Linked DNA regions of Zea mays: region 2 is linked to region 1. A link is a contact called in public Hi-C data. All regions are on one chromosome and are shown on one strand. Each heading gives the region's core, a stretch centred on a gene start, on an enhancer-like site or on the middle of the called end of the contact. The rest is flanking DNA. Distances are from core to core; before and after follow the strand shown.

Region 1 (7,284 bases), core at 2,142-4,641:
TATACGCTAGAGTTGCGACTGCAGGGGGTGTTGGATTACTGTTTTTTGTATCTGTATAAATTGGCTTTGGCCCAGCCCATACTCTTTCAATATATATACACATGCCTACCCTGAATTGGGGTTAGGGTTTCCCATTTAGACATAACAAATAGATCACTCATTGAGTCATTGTGAAATCTCACTGAGAATGTGCCCATAGTGCAGTGGTAGGGATGCAGAAGTGCAACCTACAGGTTGAGAGTTTGATTCCCTATTCCTCACCAGAAATATGTGGTCCAGTAATGGTTGCAGCAGATCCCCTGCTGCAGGTGCATCCTTGCTGTTACTGGGACGTACTGGACAGCCAGGATTCTTTGCCTTTTCTGGACACTGGGGAAGAGAATCTTCTACCTTTCCATCAATGCCTCAGGGAGGTCTTGCACCAAGGGCTTGGTTTTTTTCATGTACTCTAGCTGGTTGCACTGGCTAGGGAGCAAATTTGCACCTAGCTGGCAGGGGTTCGGTCCTTGTTTAATTTAGTTGAAAAAATGGTGGGATGTCTAAGGTGCTGTAAGACAGAATATTATAATAAAGGTACCTAGAAACTAGAGTTTAAAAGCAAAGAATACCTGTACAGGGATCGACAATTATCAGAGGTGCTATCGTGATCTTGATGAGACTTGCTAGCTTCAAGAGCAAGGGCCTCAAGATTTGTAGAAGAACCAAAGGCAGGAGGAGGATGTATGCTGGAAACAAGTCATGCGTGTTAAACAAAGACCAATCAAACGAATATTTTTTTTTGTTGCACATAGCAGTAATGCAAAATAATTGTCATTTGCCAATCTCCAAAATATTAAATAGATGAGAAAAGACAGATACCTCTGCTGCCTGTTCAACAGTCTTGAAGCGACTTCCTCCCCTGCAGTATTCGAATCAGCATCAGTCTGATTCCCATCAAGAATTGGAGATACCTAATGAATCAAGACTCCAATAAGGATAATGATGAACAATAGTTGAATGAACTATGACAAACAATAGTTGAAGGCCTTTATATATTAATTGCTACAGCAAAGGGAGCAGACCCAAGGCTCCCACACCAGGGGGTTTAAATAAGCCGAGGCAAGCCTGCCCTTCAATTGCTAACTTAGCAGCTAGTTATATTATTAATTGCTACAGCAAAGGGAGCAGACCAAAGGCTCCCACACCAGGGGGTTTCAATAAGCCGAGGCAAGCCTGCCCTTCAATTGCTAACTTAGCAGCTAGTTAAAAAAAGAAAAGAAAAAGAAAACTTTATGTACAAAAATAGAAGATGAAATTCAGGAACGATAACATACTACCAATTAAAACAAGGGCATTGACACTTGTGGAAAGCTTAAAATCTAATTTATAGGAATGGTTACTTGGTCAAAAGCAAAACATGCATACACATTGAACTATCGGCACGATCAATTTTCGGAGAAATGCATAAACACAAATGTTTGAATCGACATTTCAATACAATACCATGTGGTCAGCACTCAATAGAATACAAATTTGACATAGTGAAGTAGAATGAAATCCTTACAAGCTCCTCTAGCCAAGTTGGTTAAGTGGTCTGAGTAGCACTCCTCAGGTCCTGGGTTCGACTCCCCGTGGGAGTGAATTTCAGGCTGTGGTTAAAAAAATCCCCTCGTTTGTCCCACACCAAAGCACGGGTCTAAGGCTCAGCCCTGGTCGCAGTCGTTCTCACATGGGCTTCGATGCCGTTGTGTATGGGTGGGGTAGGAGTTCGGGGGTTTTCTCGATCTGTGTGAGAAGGTCTTCTTCTTAATATACAATACTCGGGGTTGTCTTACCCCCGCAGGCAGTGTTATTAAAACTATGTTTAAACGATGTTTAAACTACGTTTAAACGTCAAAACTCTAATTAGAGGTTGAAACCACGTTTTAGCGTTTTGGCGTTCTAAACCGTAAAACGCAGTGTTTTATGCATTTTAGACCATTAGCTACTTTTGGGCCCAGTCTACTAGTTACTTTTGGGGTTCAATCCAACTCATGGGTGAAGTTTTGGTAAGCCAATAACCTCTCTGTTTTGGTATTTAACTTCATATTATTGTCTGAAATTATGATGTATTGGTATTTTTTCTATGTTGTTTAAAACTACGTTTAAACAAAGTTTAAACGTTTAAAAGTCAAAATTTCACCCATGAGCGTTCCAACGTTTTATCGTTTTAATAACCTTGCCCGCAGGTCGAGTTTTTAGAACATAACGAAATTTCCCGTTAGCCCAACCAGTACCCTGACTACTTACTCAGCCTAAACAGCAAGGTATCAATGCAACACCATGTCATTACTTTTATGCTTTTGGCAATGAAGAGGTCAGAAGGATTTGTTGGATTTTTCGATCAAAAGGATAAAGCAATGAGCTCATCTCAGTGGAAGATTAATCCACTACAAAAGGTAATCAGGTGAAACAGTGCATGCTTCTGTTTCGAAGCCGATAGACGCAAAGGATACCTACAACTCAGGTGAGTCCAGCAGTGCAGCCTTGACACAGATGACATAAGTACAGTAAGAAAAAGATCAGAGAACTGGAATTCTCCATTGCAGGAATGGGTCACAACCAAGTGAAACAACCAACTAAATTCAACAGTCGGCAAAACCGTATTGCACATATTAGGACAAGATGTGCTTGACTTTGTCTACTTTAACTAGCTAAGTGCCGTGCAAAATTGCATTCGAAGATCATCACCTGCACGGCCCGCACCGCGAAAGCCGGGCGCTGAGCCGGATCCTTGGCCTGCTCCAGAAGCCGCTTGTGCGTGAGCACGTCCTCCGCCCTCTCCACGTTCACATCCATGGCGTATCTGCAGAAACCAAAGCGAGTGCAGGTGAGCCCAGCCCAGACCGCCGCCCGGAGCGAAAACCGCTGGTGGGGGCGAATTGCATTCGCGCCACGTCACTGTCGGAGGAGGAAGCGCTGTCGCGCGCGTGACCGAGCACGCACCGGGCGGGGAGGCGGTTGAAGTGGTTCCAGAGCTCGTCGTCGAACCCGGGCGCCCGCGCGTCGGGCAGGCCGGCGTCGTGGAGGCGCCGGAGAACCTCTGTGTACACCTCGAGCTTATGGCGCTGCTGCTGCTGCTGCTTCCGCGCCTGCACCGCCGCGGCGGCCGATGACGAGGACGTAGCGAGCTCCGCCGCGCCGCCGCCGGACGCAGCGGCCGCGGCGTGGCTGCCGCAGCTCTCCGCGGCCTCCTCTACCGCCATTCGCCTAAGGCCCTCAGCGCCGCCCACCCGTCCTCCGCTCTAGGTCTCGATCTCCCCCAGGCCCAGTGATTGAGAAAGCGGAGCGAAAGAGATAAATAACCGTGGCCGAGTTTTTTTATGGAGGTGAGGAAAGGAAATTGGAAAGTGAATGAAACGGCAGCGGCCAGCGGGGCGGAGGCGAAAGATTTCCGTTTTGCGGCGACTACCGCCAGCCGAACACTGTTGGCTCAACTCTCACGGTCCACTATATTATTTTCTCCCTATATCGTGCTACCGTGCCACCATTCATTGCCCCGGTTTGTTTCAGCTTTTTTGAGCTTCTGGCCACCAAAAGCTGCTGCGGTCTGCTAAACGTTCAGTTTTTCAGTCAGCTTCTATAAAATTCGTTTGAGTAAAAATCATTCAAAATCAACATAAACACATAATCGGTTGAGTCGTTGCAATAATAGGAATCTGTCACTTTCTAGATCCTGAGTCCTATGGACATCTTTATCTTCTTCCGCACGTAATCCTAATGATACACAGATTCTCCCCACAGCCAGATTCTCAGAAAAGCTGGCCAGAAAAAAACTGAACCAAACAGACCCATTATCTTGTCACCTCAGTAACCTCTCTCTCTATCTCTATCATCTATAACCGTTTTCTCTAAACTATCTCATATATTTTGTTATAACTATAAAATATTATTTTCTATACATATTCATCATTTATTACATTTTTTTCCCAACAAACAAACATCAATGTGCACAGAACTCGAGCGTAGAGGTTTGCTCATCGCCAGCACTAGCACTGTAGCAACCATAGAGTAAACCGGTGAATGCTCTAACGGGGACTGTATCCGCCACATGCAGGAAAACGGAAGTCTGGAGTGCAGCGATGAACGTAGTCTTACCCGGCTGCTGAAAACTTGGCGGGCCCCGGGCTGCGAGTGGGAGAGAGTTGCCATGAAATATCTTAGCATGACATGAGTAAAGGTCATTGCCCCTTTATTTATATGCAAGGTGGGGAGATTGGAGAGAAAGCGAAGATTAGTGGGAGATAAGAAGTATTAATTATGTATAGGTGAAATTAGTTTGAAGAGGTCACTGTATGACACCGGAGGCGTATGTATACATATTAGCATGAGAAAACTTATTAAGAAAATATTTGTAGAGACTTTAAAATGATTCTGAAGGTATTTCTTAGAACAAGAATATTTGGAGAAATATCGGTGAAATATTTAGACAATATTTCTGGAAAAAAATTTGAGGGGATAACTAGGAAAATATTTGTATGATATTTTGAAAAAGATTTTGGGGAGAATATAAACCACTATATTTTATATGTTGAGATCAACTCGCAAACAAACATTTTGAAACGAAATTTAAAATTCATTTTGAATTTAGAGCGAGTTTGTGGAATTTTCAAGATTTGAATTTTCGGGGTGCTACAGATCTACCCCACTTAAAATGAATCTCGTCCTCAAGATTCGGCTTAGAAGGGGTACTTCAGCTACATATCTTTATTATGCAGACTCTTCGAGGAGATGGAACTTCAACAAAAATTTGGCCTTTGAGAAGCATTCGCTTGCCGATTGCAAACGCTGATTCTGGCTACTCAAAGATCATCCTCAGGCTTCTAGCTTTCGCTTGGCAGCTAGCTTACTGAAGAAGTTTTGATACCAACACGCAAACCTTATACAACTTATCCATGGATCCCTTCCTTGATTAGTCTTTTTGTATTTCATCAACAAAACTTGGGTGACAACTTCTCATCCAGAAACTTATATGCTTGGATGATCTGCTCCTCCACAAGCTTGCTACATGCACATGCCTTCTTTTTTTCTCCACAGCATCGACCTTATTGGAGCACTACCCCACTTAAAAAATGAGGGTAGAATTCTTGAATATTAGGGAATTGAACTCCTTGAATTACCTCGTAGCATGGGTGTTACGGGGCCTTCTTCTATTGTTGTTGCTTGAGCAGGCTTGGTAGAGATGACTAACGCCGGGTTGATTTTTCGACAACCTTCTTCTCATCTTCTCTCCGCTTATTTCTCTCTCTTTTCGCTGCCCCTTTCTTTCTCTTTGTTATTCCCACTAGAGGATTCTATAAAAGAGTATTACCATCACACAGAGGAGGAAACCAAAGACTATGAACCATGTACAACAGTCTTCAACCCAAAAATCACCAAGAATTATAATCTTAGGGGCGAGGGAGTGGAAAATGGAGTTGCTTGAGATTTGGCCGAGGGGATTTTTATCGGGGGTGTTTTGCTTTGAGTGGGATAGAAATTGAAGGAGCCGGTGGGGGGTTTATAAGCGAGCGGTGGTGTTCGGTTGTGGGGTGGTGGTGATGGAGCATGTGCCACGTAGCAGCAGGTGCAACAAGGGAAGGAGGGGGTTGTTGTCGGCGGTGATGGCGACGGTGGGTGTGCTGCAAAGGGGGCATGGGGCGGTGGTAGTGCTCATGGAGGCGAGGCACACGTGCGGGGGCACGAGTGAGCGGTGGGGTCAATGACCCTGATGTTTGTGGTCTCTCATTCCAAGAATCTTTGCCTCTTTGTATGGTAATAACTTCTTCTATGTTGTTTTTCTGCTTAATTTGACTCAGGGGCAGTGCTTTGATTCTCATGGTCGGTCCTTTTAACTGAGCGACTAGACAAGTTCCTTATGTAGCTTATTTGAGGCTTCAAGGGTAAGCTTCTTGGTATCTTCTTGGGTAAGGTGCTTTTCTCTTGATAGGGGGTTAAGGGGAGGATGGAAGCACAAGGTGAGAATTAGCTCTAATTTGTTATCTATGTTTTTAGAGAAAACCTCTCTTAAATAAAACACACAAGCTTAGCAATGATAAGCATAAACAAATAAAATGTTTTTGAAAGTCGCCTAGAGGGGGTGAATAGGCGAAAACTAAAATTTACAAACTTTAAGCATAACTACAAGCTAGGGTTAGCGTTAGAAATAAAACCGAGTCCAAAAGAGAGGGTAAAAACAAATCAACCAAGAAATAAGCAAGTGACACGGTGATTTGTTTTACCGAGGTTCGGTTCTTGCAAACCTAGTCCCCGTTGAGGTGGTCACAAAGACCGGGTCTCTTTCAACCCTTTCCCTCTCTCAAGAGGGTTTTACCAATTGAAAGAAGATCAAATATTTTAGATACCAATTTGAAATGTGTCTATTAAAATTTTCATCATAAGACACCAATTGAAAACTCCTTTTAAAAAACTTTGAAATTGGTGGTGGTGCGGTCCTTTTGCTTTGGGCTAATACTCTCTCCCCCTTTGGCACTAATCGCCAAAAAAGGAGACATTTGAGAGCCCTCTTTACTTTCTCCTCAATGGTATGAGTAATAAGAGTGAAGATTATACCAAAGTGGAGAGCGATGTGGAGTGACGGCGAAGGGTAAATAATACCGATAGAGTGGAGTGGAAGCCTTGTCTTCGCCGAAGACTCCATTTCCCTTTCAATCTACCACTTAGCATAGGAATACACTTGAAAACACATTAGCCGTAGACATAAGAGAGATATGATCAAAGGTACGTGAATGAGCTATGTGTGCGAAGTATCAATCAAAGTTCCGAGAATCAAGAATGTTTAGCTCATTCCTAAGTTTGGTAAAGGTTTTCTCATCTAATGGTTTGGTAAAGATATCGGCTAATTGTTCTTTGGTGCTAACATAAGCAATCTCGATATCCCCCTTTTGTTGGTGATCCCTCAAAAAGTGATACCGAATGGCTATGTGCTTAGTGCGGCTGTGTTCAACGGGATTATCCGCCATGCGGATTGCACTCTCATTATCACATAGGAGAGGGACTTTGCTCAATTCGTAGCCATAGTCCCTAAGGGTTTGGCTCATCCAAAGCAATTGCGCACAACAATGGCCTGCGACAATATACTCGGCTTCGGCGGTAGAAAGAGCTACTGAATTTTGTTTCTTTGAAGCCCAAGACACCAGGGATCTTCCCAAAAACTGACAAGTCCCTGATGTGCTCTTTCTATCAATTTTATACTCTGCCCAATCAGCATCTGAATAACCTATTAAATCAAAGGTGGATCCCTTGGGGTACTAAAGTCCAAACTTA
Region 2 (7,284 bases), core at 1,277-3,776, 140 kb after region 1:
ACTGGATGAAACTTAAAAAAAATTACGATGATGCTAAAGAGAATGTTATTTCTGTACGGATTGATCTGGTTAACTTTGAGAATAATAATGAATTCTTAAAGAAAGAAACAGAAAAAGGGCAATTGCAATGCAACAAAACTCATGATCGTGATTATATGGAGTTCCTTAGTGCGATGTAGGAAAGCAGGATTTCACAACATTGCATTATGGGTTTTGTTTCAGAAATGCATGGTGGTCCAGAAAACGTTCCAATAACTGTGCAGGACATGAGTAACATGTAAGTGTATTATTTATTGACAAAATGATTATTATATATTACCGAAACAATCCACATATGTTAAAAAGGTGTAGCGCATAATCATTATGTTTTGACAGGAAGAAAGCATGGCAAAGGGAAAGAAATGCAAATGATATGTCAAAGCTATTATCTTTTTTTCATTATGCAAAAAATATAATCCATAATTTTTTCTGACTTTCAGCTGGACAAAGAAGGGAAGATTTTAAACATATTTTGGTTCCATGCTAGCCAACAAGCCGAGTACATTGACTTTGGTGATGCAGTTAACTTTGATACTACACATAAGACTAATATGTATGATAAGCCATTAGACATGTTTGTTGGTTCGAACCATCACCTACGGTGCACAATATTTGCGTTTGCTTTACTAGGAGACGAGATAGTCGATACATTCGAGTGGGTCTTCAATACGTTCAAAACATGCATAGGATGGGATGGACCACGAGTTACACTAAATGACTTACGCTAAATTAACATTGAAGTTACGCTAATTTGTGTTTCGATATATGAAACAATTGAGTTACTAGAAGGTGAATCTGATTTACGATACAGTTTGTGTAAATATGAAATGCAGGTAAATATCAGAAGGTAAACAGTTCAGTTACACTGATATGTAGATATCAGGTGCAGGAGAGCATAATTACATTTTGTAAACATTCGTGTTACGAGAGGGTTTGCTTCCGGAATCTAGGCATAAAATCTTGACTTCACGGATAGTGTTATTTAGTTAATGACCAACATAAACGAAACAAAAATATAAAATAAAAGATTCGATTGTTACTATCATTACCGGGCAGCATAATCGAACTAAGGCTACTAGCGACTAAAAAAGTTGGTTGTATATGCCAAATCGGTCTGATGGTGACGACAATCTGAATAACTGATGTACTATGTGTGTTTGCTCATATGTTGGCGGCAGCATAATCAAATGTATAGTGAAATAGAAAACTGACGAACTAAATGTAGAACCACGATAAAATCAACGAATTAAATAGAATGTTGGTGATTTAGAACTTACTGATTACCGCTGCTCCAATGCGATTATTTGGTGCTTCCTTCAAATATAGTTGGGTGAACGAACGAAGTGACTCGGTGACACGAATGCGGCGGAGAGAATGAAGGCGACGACGGTGGATGACTGACCGGTGTAAGGAGGGGAATGAGGACCGGCCGATTCCGGAATCTCTGCGGTGGAGAAGATGAAGGCGACGGCGGCGCGTATGTCTAGGTTTCCGCCGTCGCGTGCGTTGCGGGTGAGGAAACCGGAAACACTAATTGATCGAACTGAATGGAACCAATATAATAGCAACTCCAATAGTTCTCAAAACAACTCTTTAAATCTTAAATTTAAGAAGTGAATAGAAAAATGCTTCTCTAATTGTTCTCTAAATAGATTTGCTAAATTTAGTTAGTTGCTATCCAACTATACTTTCCACATTTAGCAACTCGATAACACACTCTTTTTTTCACTTTCTAGCACAGTAGGGTAGCTAGGTCACACACATTTGACACAAATTTCTCCTTTACCGTCGGACCCAACTGCCTCATAGGTTGCGCCACCGGACCACCACTCCTCCATAGTTCATGTCGATCGACCTTTTCTCTTTCGCCCTCGACATTCTCTGCTCTCAACCTTACCGTCAGCCAGATCTCATGGGGCAGGGCTGCCAAAGCAAGATTCAAAATCGAACTACTTCCTAAATATGAGCAACTATTGGAGACTAATTTATTTTTTACTTACAATAGCTATTTAGCAACTTGCTAAAATGGTTTTAGCGAGCTCTTTTTAGAGAACTATTGGAGTTGCTCTAAATTCCGGTTCCACATTTTGGATAACCGGAAAATTTTGGTTCCAAGATTCATCTAACCGAGTTAATTGAACTATTGATAAGGCCTAATAAAACTATCCTAAAATGTTAAATATATAGCTATTTAGTTATCAACTATCATATCATCCCTAGTGTTGTTGGGTGCTCGGAGCGCAGCACAGCAGGCCCCGTCCTTGAGCAGCCTGTCAAAGGCTCAAAGCAAAGCCCACCAGTACCACAAGGTCTAGTACTCTTCGAGCCGGCGAACCTTCGCCACGTCATTGATCCGCTCCAATCGCAGCTAACGAGTCCTCTGCCATCCGATCAAGTTCAACGCCTACGACCCTCACACCCACGGATTCGCTTGTCCACCTGACGAACCGCGGCAAAAGCGCCAAAACCCATCCCACCATCCAAACCCGATTTGACGTCTCCAACGCACTCATCCCCCGAAATTCCTCGCCTCGCGCCCAAAGCACGACTCAAAAATTTCCCCATCTCCCCCCGCGCACTCTCCCAAATCCTCCCCTTTAAACCCACCTCAAATCCTCTCCTACGCCGCACCGAATTCGAGACCTCCAATTCCCTCGTAGCAGCAGCACCAGTAGAGTCTCCTTCCTCTCCGGCGGCGATGTCTGGGCGCGGCAAGGGCGGCAAGGGGCTGGGCAAGGGCGGCGCCAAGCGGCACCGCAAGGTGCTCCGCGACAACATCCAAGGGATCACGAAGCCGGCGATCCGGAGGCTTGCGAGGAGGGGCGGCGTGAAGCGCATCTCCGGGCTCATCTACGAGGAGACCCGCGGCGTGCTCAAGATCTTCCTCGAGAACGTCATCCGCGACGCCGTCACCTACACTGAGCACGCCCGTCGAAAAACCGTCACCGCCATGGACGTCGTCTACGCCCTCAAGCGCCAGGGCCGCACCCTCTACGGGTTCGGCGGCTAAGCGCGCCCTCTCCATCTGGGGGTGGGCCTAGTACTGGTGGCGTTTCTCCTTTGGGTTCCCTGTTCTGTGCTTTCCATTCTGTGGGAAGGTACCAGATTCCTAGATCTATGTTTCGATCTGGTGTTTGGTGGTCCATGTGATGTCGTGTAGTAGTACAAAGAGTTCAACTCCTAGTTGTATCTTAGTTGTTTCCCTTGCAGAAATGAAATGATAACTACGATTACCTAGCAATTCTTGCGGTTCTTGCTCCCGATCTTGGAGCTGCTGTGGCCTTTATTTTTGGTATGAATCCTTTATTGGCATGCTTGGTATCGGCAACCTGATTTCTTTACGACTGGGATTTTGTTCTTACCTTTCCTGTCAGAATACAACCTTGTCTTCAGCTATCACATAAAAAATAGTCTAATTATAAATTAATTGCATTAGCCTGCCTGTAGTGGCTGGGGGCTTGGTCAGGGCTTAGGTTTTTTTTTGCTTTTTAAGTGTCAGTGTTCTAGCTAGGTCTTACTTTGCAAGTTGTTTTGGTTTTTGGTGTTAGTTTTTTTGCCAGTTTTTGTACAATTTTTCTCTTTCGTCTAATATATTGAAATGACAAATCTTTTGCCTTTTTCTTTCAAAAAAAAATAACTGCATAGATAAAAACTACTTCATCCGATCTACTATTAGTTATCGTTTAGAATAGTGATGCGATCTGTAAAATATACCTTTTACCAATGTTTTTTTGTTAAAATATAAATAATCTTTTAATATATTTATACTTTTATAAAATTACTTGTTAAGACAAATAGGTGTATATAAATATTATGTTTTAAAACTATTTGTACTCAAAATTTTATAAGTTTGACTCAAACCATACCTAAAACGATAACTAATATGACACCAGAGTGAGTAAATGATAAGATAAACATATTAAACTTGATTTGCTCATTTGATGGTATAGTAAACATTTATTAATTATGGATTAATTAAATTTAATAAATTTATCTCTCCGTTTAGTCTTTAGTTGTATAATTAATTTTATAATTATATTATACTCCTATTTAATAATCATAATAGGCATCCAAACATTCTAAGACTATCTCCAACCGAGTAGCCAATACAATATGCATACACAAATTGCCTGGCCTTGTAGCACTGTAGCGCTTGGAAAATGCTTCCAACGGACTATGCAAACTAAATACGCATCTACGACGCTGGACCCCTCGGCACCTAAAACTGAGTCCTCTCTACCCACGACTCAAACCCTGGCAAACCAACTGTCGGGAGGGGAGGCCGAAGAGAGCAGCGAGTTGGTGGCGCAGACGACCACCCGCAACGGGCGCACACCCCCACCGGCGACGGCGCACGCGGTCACCGGCAACCGACGCGGACGACCACATCTGAGGTACGTCTCTCTCTCAGGTTCATTGGCCCTTCCGCCTCTCTCAGATCTAGTTGATTTTTTAATCGAAGACGAGATTTCGATCCGTATTGTAGACAGTGATTTATCTTCTCCTTTGCTGCCATATCAATGTCGAACATCCAAAGGATATTTCAGTCACATTTTGTTCTTTTGGCTAGGCTTATCAGAGTATGTTTATTATATCTACAAGTTTGTATACATTTGCTATATGAAACGGTGTCTGAACATGGATTTGTTATAGTACGAGATGGAACAAAATTTTGATGGTTGCACGGATGGTAATGAGCAAGCCCAGGATTTGTTTGGGCAAGACCAGTGGGCTAATGGTTTTACTGCTGCACTTCAAGACTTTGATGATGCTCAGCCTACCCAGGTTTTACTGCAAGCACATTCCTGAACTGATGTTGGTTTAATTTTGTAGTGCTATTTAGCAAAAAAAAATTTATTTTTTACTAGTACAACATGGCCAGCTTCGACCAATCTAGCTAGATGTACGAACATGACTCGGACAGTAATATAGATATGGAGAATGTGGATGCCCCATCAAAGAAATCTCAGAAGGGCACAAAGAAATCTCAGAAGGGCGCAAAACAAAAGGTTGTGTCGAGGAGAGGAGGTTCTTTTACCAAACAGGAGGATATTGTGATTTGCTCGACATTCCTCAATGTTAGCAAAGACCCTATTACAGGTATGTTTTCCGATTACAGTGTTAGCACAGGCACAAGTTGTATATTTTGTATTGAAATTAACAACATGCAGGTGTCAATCAAACTTCGGGTGGGTATTACAAACTCATGCATGAATACTTCAACAAGTGCAAACCAGAAGGTTCCAACCGTAGCCAGATCTCAATTCAACATAGGTTGGGAGCCATACAGAAGGCAGTGAATAAGTTTTGTGCCCTCAAATCATCAGTAGATAGGCACAATGAGAGCAGTAAAAGCGAGCAGGATCGAGTACAATATTCCCAACCTTGTCACATTCGTGTAATTTCAACATATCTAATTTCTAACATGTACCACTTAAATTGCAATTGCAGATTGATGATGCTGTTTTCATGTATGAGAAGGGTGAACCCTTTGTCTTCATGCATTGCTGGAAGCTACTTCGCAACGAGGCGAAATGGAACAATAGGTTCCTAGAGACCATCAGTAAGCCACCATCTTCTCAAGTGCCACCCGAGGCAGGTAAAGGCCACACCACTATGGGACTTGATGAACCAGGAAATGGTGGTACATCAAGACCTGAAGGGCGTGATGCAACAAAGAGGCGTAGAGCGGCTGGAGTGGCAGACTCATCGGCATCAAGCAAGGCAGTTGATGTCCTTCAACGCTTGCATGAGAAATCAGAGATGACAGAGAAGAAGCAAGACCAACAGATGATTGAAATATTGAACAGAAAGGATGAAAAAATTAAAATTCAGAGGGATCTATTGAACCTTCAGAAGAAGCAGGTGAAGGTAAGCATCAAGCAACACAAGAAGGAAGCTGAGATCCGGGAGAAACAAACTGAGGCGCAACTGATCTCAGCCGAGACTGGAATTATGTCAATTGACATAGAGAAGGTCCCTTCCTACCAGAAAAGCTATTATCTGGGCATGCAACGCCAGATACTGGAGCGTCGAGGTTTCACCACCCCTTCGAGCAATGATGATTGATAATCCTTCTTAGTAGTCGAACTTTGAGTGCTGGATGCCAAACTTTTGTAGCAGTCCAACTTTGAATGTTGCATGTCAAACTTATTTAACTGGAGCAGTCAAGCTCATTTCAAACTTAATTTGTGATTGTTGATCTCATTTGTGTTGAGAATGCATGCCAACACATACAATTTGTAGCAGCCAACAGAGAAGGAGCAGGGCTAATAAGCAAGCTGATTACAGTTCTAGAAAAGAGGTGACATAACAAAATACATGGCTAATTTGTAGCATCGAAGTTTTCAGATACCTCCAAGCCATGCAAACAATAGCGGCTGCTACCTAAATCCAAAAAAATGCAGTACAAAAGGCACAATCGTAAACTTTATACTCGCATTGCACAAAGAAATTGAAAAGTAAGATTACTTTATACTCCGGCACGAGATTACTTTATTGATTCCTGCCGCCAAGCTGCTGCCGACTTGCTGCCTTGGGGCTTCACGAGGCCACGATGGAGAGAACGCGGTAACTTTTGCCGCTGTCTAGGTGGTTCCCGCGAACACATTAACTTATTCCCGCCCAGATACGCCATTCCCGCGTGAAGCTTCCGCCTAAGCGCGCGAGTGAAACAGCCCGGCCCAGGGGTTCTCTTTTGCGTCTGCCGTTGGAGAATGTTACAAATGCGTACGCGACCTTGTGCTCTGGCGCGAGGCAGATTACTGAATACATCTCTAATTTTAGGTAGCATGGTGGGAGACAGTCTAAGCCAAACACCGACACACGAACTCCGGTCTTCTAACTTTAACTAAACTCATAGACTACCTTTTCGTTTGAAGCAGATAAGCTCATGTTAAAGGCCATCTAGAGTTGGGCATCGAGTTACCCGATCTTTTTTATCAGATAATTCGAATTTTTTAAAATTCAAGTTTTAAGAATTGGTATCCAAGATTACCTCGAAACATCAAAACCCAAAATTTTGGGTTCCCGAAAAATCGGGTTTATTTGGGTTTTGGTTATCCCAAAATAGATTGACCAATTAGCAAACGATATAGACTGCTAGAATTTTAATATTCCACCAAACCAAATCTAATGAAACAATAAATTATAAGGCTAGCAATCGTAGGAACGAAGAAGAACAAAGTGAAGCAAATGAAAAAACGAAACAAAAAAAAAATCCAATATACAAGCTATTGGTGTCCA

What was found. A called contact is a pair of places that touch in the nucleus more often than the background predicts.
Region 2: a contact with region 1 is called in a Hi-C map of endosperm, with 4 times the contacts expected there. The contact joins the promoter of LOC103633162 here to the promoter of LOC103633160 in region 1. A contact is called at or near these places in 8 of 25 Hi-C or Micro-C datasets (bundle sheath, ear, endosperm and 2 more).

The regions. Positions count from the first base shown.
Region 1 is chr7:154,365,700-154,372,983 of Zm-B73-REFERENCE-NAM-5.0, forward strand. It overlaps LOC103633160 (serine/threonine-protein kinase STY46), which reads right to left and starts at 3,392. Exons shown (of 16, transcript XM_008654846.3): 1 at 2,965-3,392; 2 at 2,710-2,824; 3 at 859-950; 4 at 609-725. The coding sequence starts at 3,224.
Region 2 is chr7:154,503,531-154,510,814 of Zm-B73-REFERENCE-NAM-5.0, forward strand. It overlaps LOC103633162 (histone H4), which reads left to right and starts at 2,527. Exons shown (of 1, transcript NM_001301452.2): 1 at 2,527-3,350. The coding sequence starts at 2,738. The coding sequence ends at 3,049. It overlaps LOC103633163 (a long non-coding RNA gene), which reads left to right and starts at 5,334. Exons shown (of 3, transcript XR_556378.3): 1 at 5,334-5,407; 2 at 5,491-5,638; 3 at 6,289-6,336.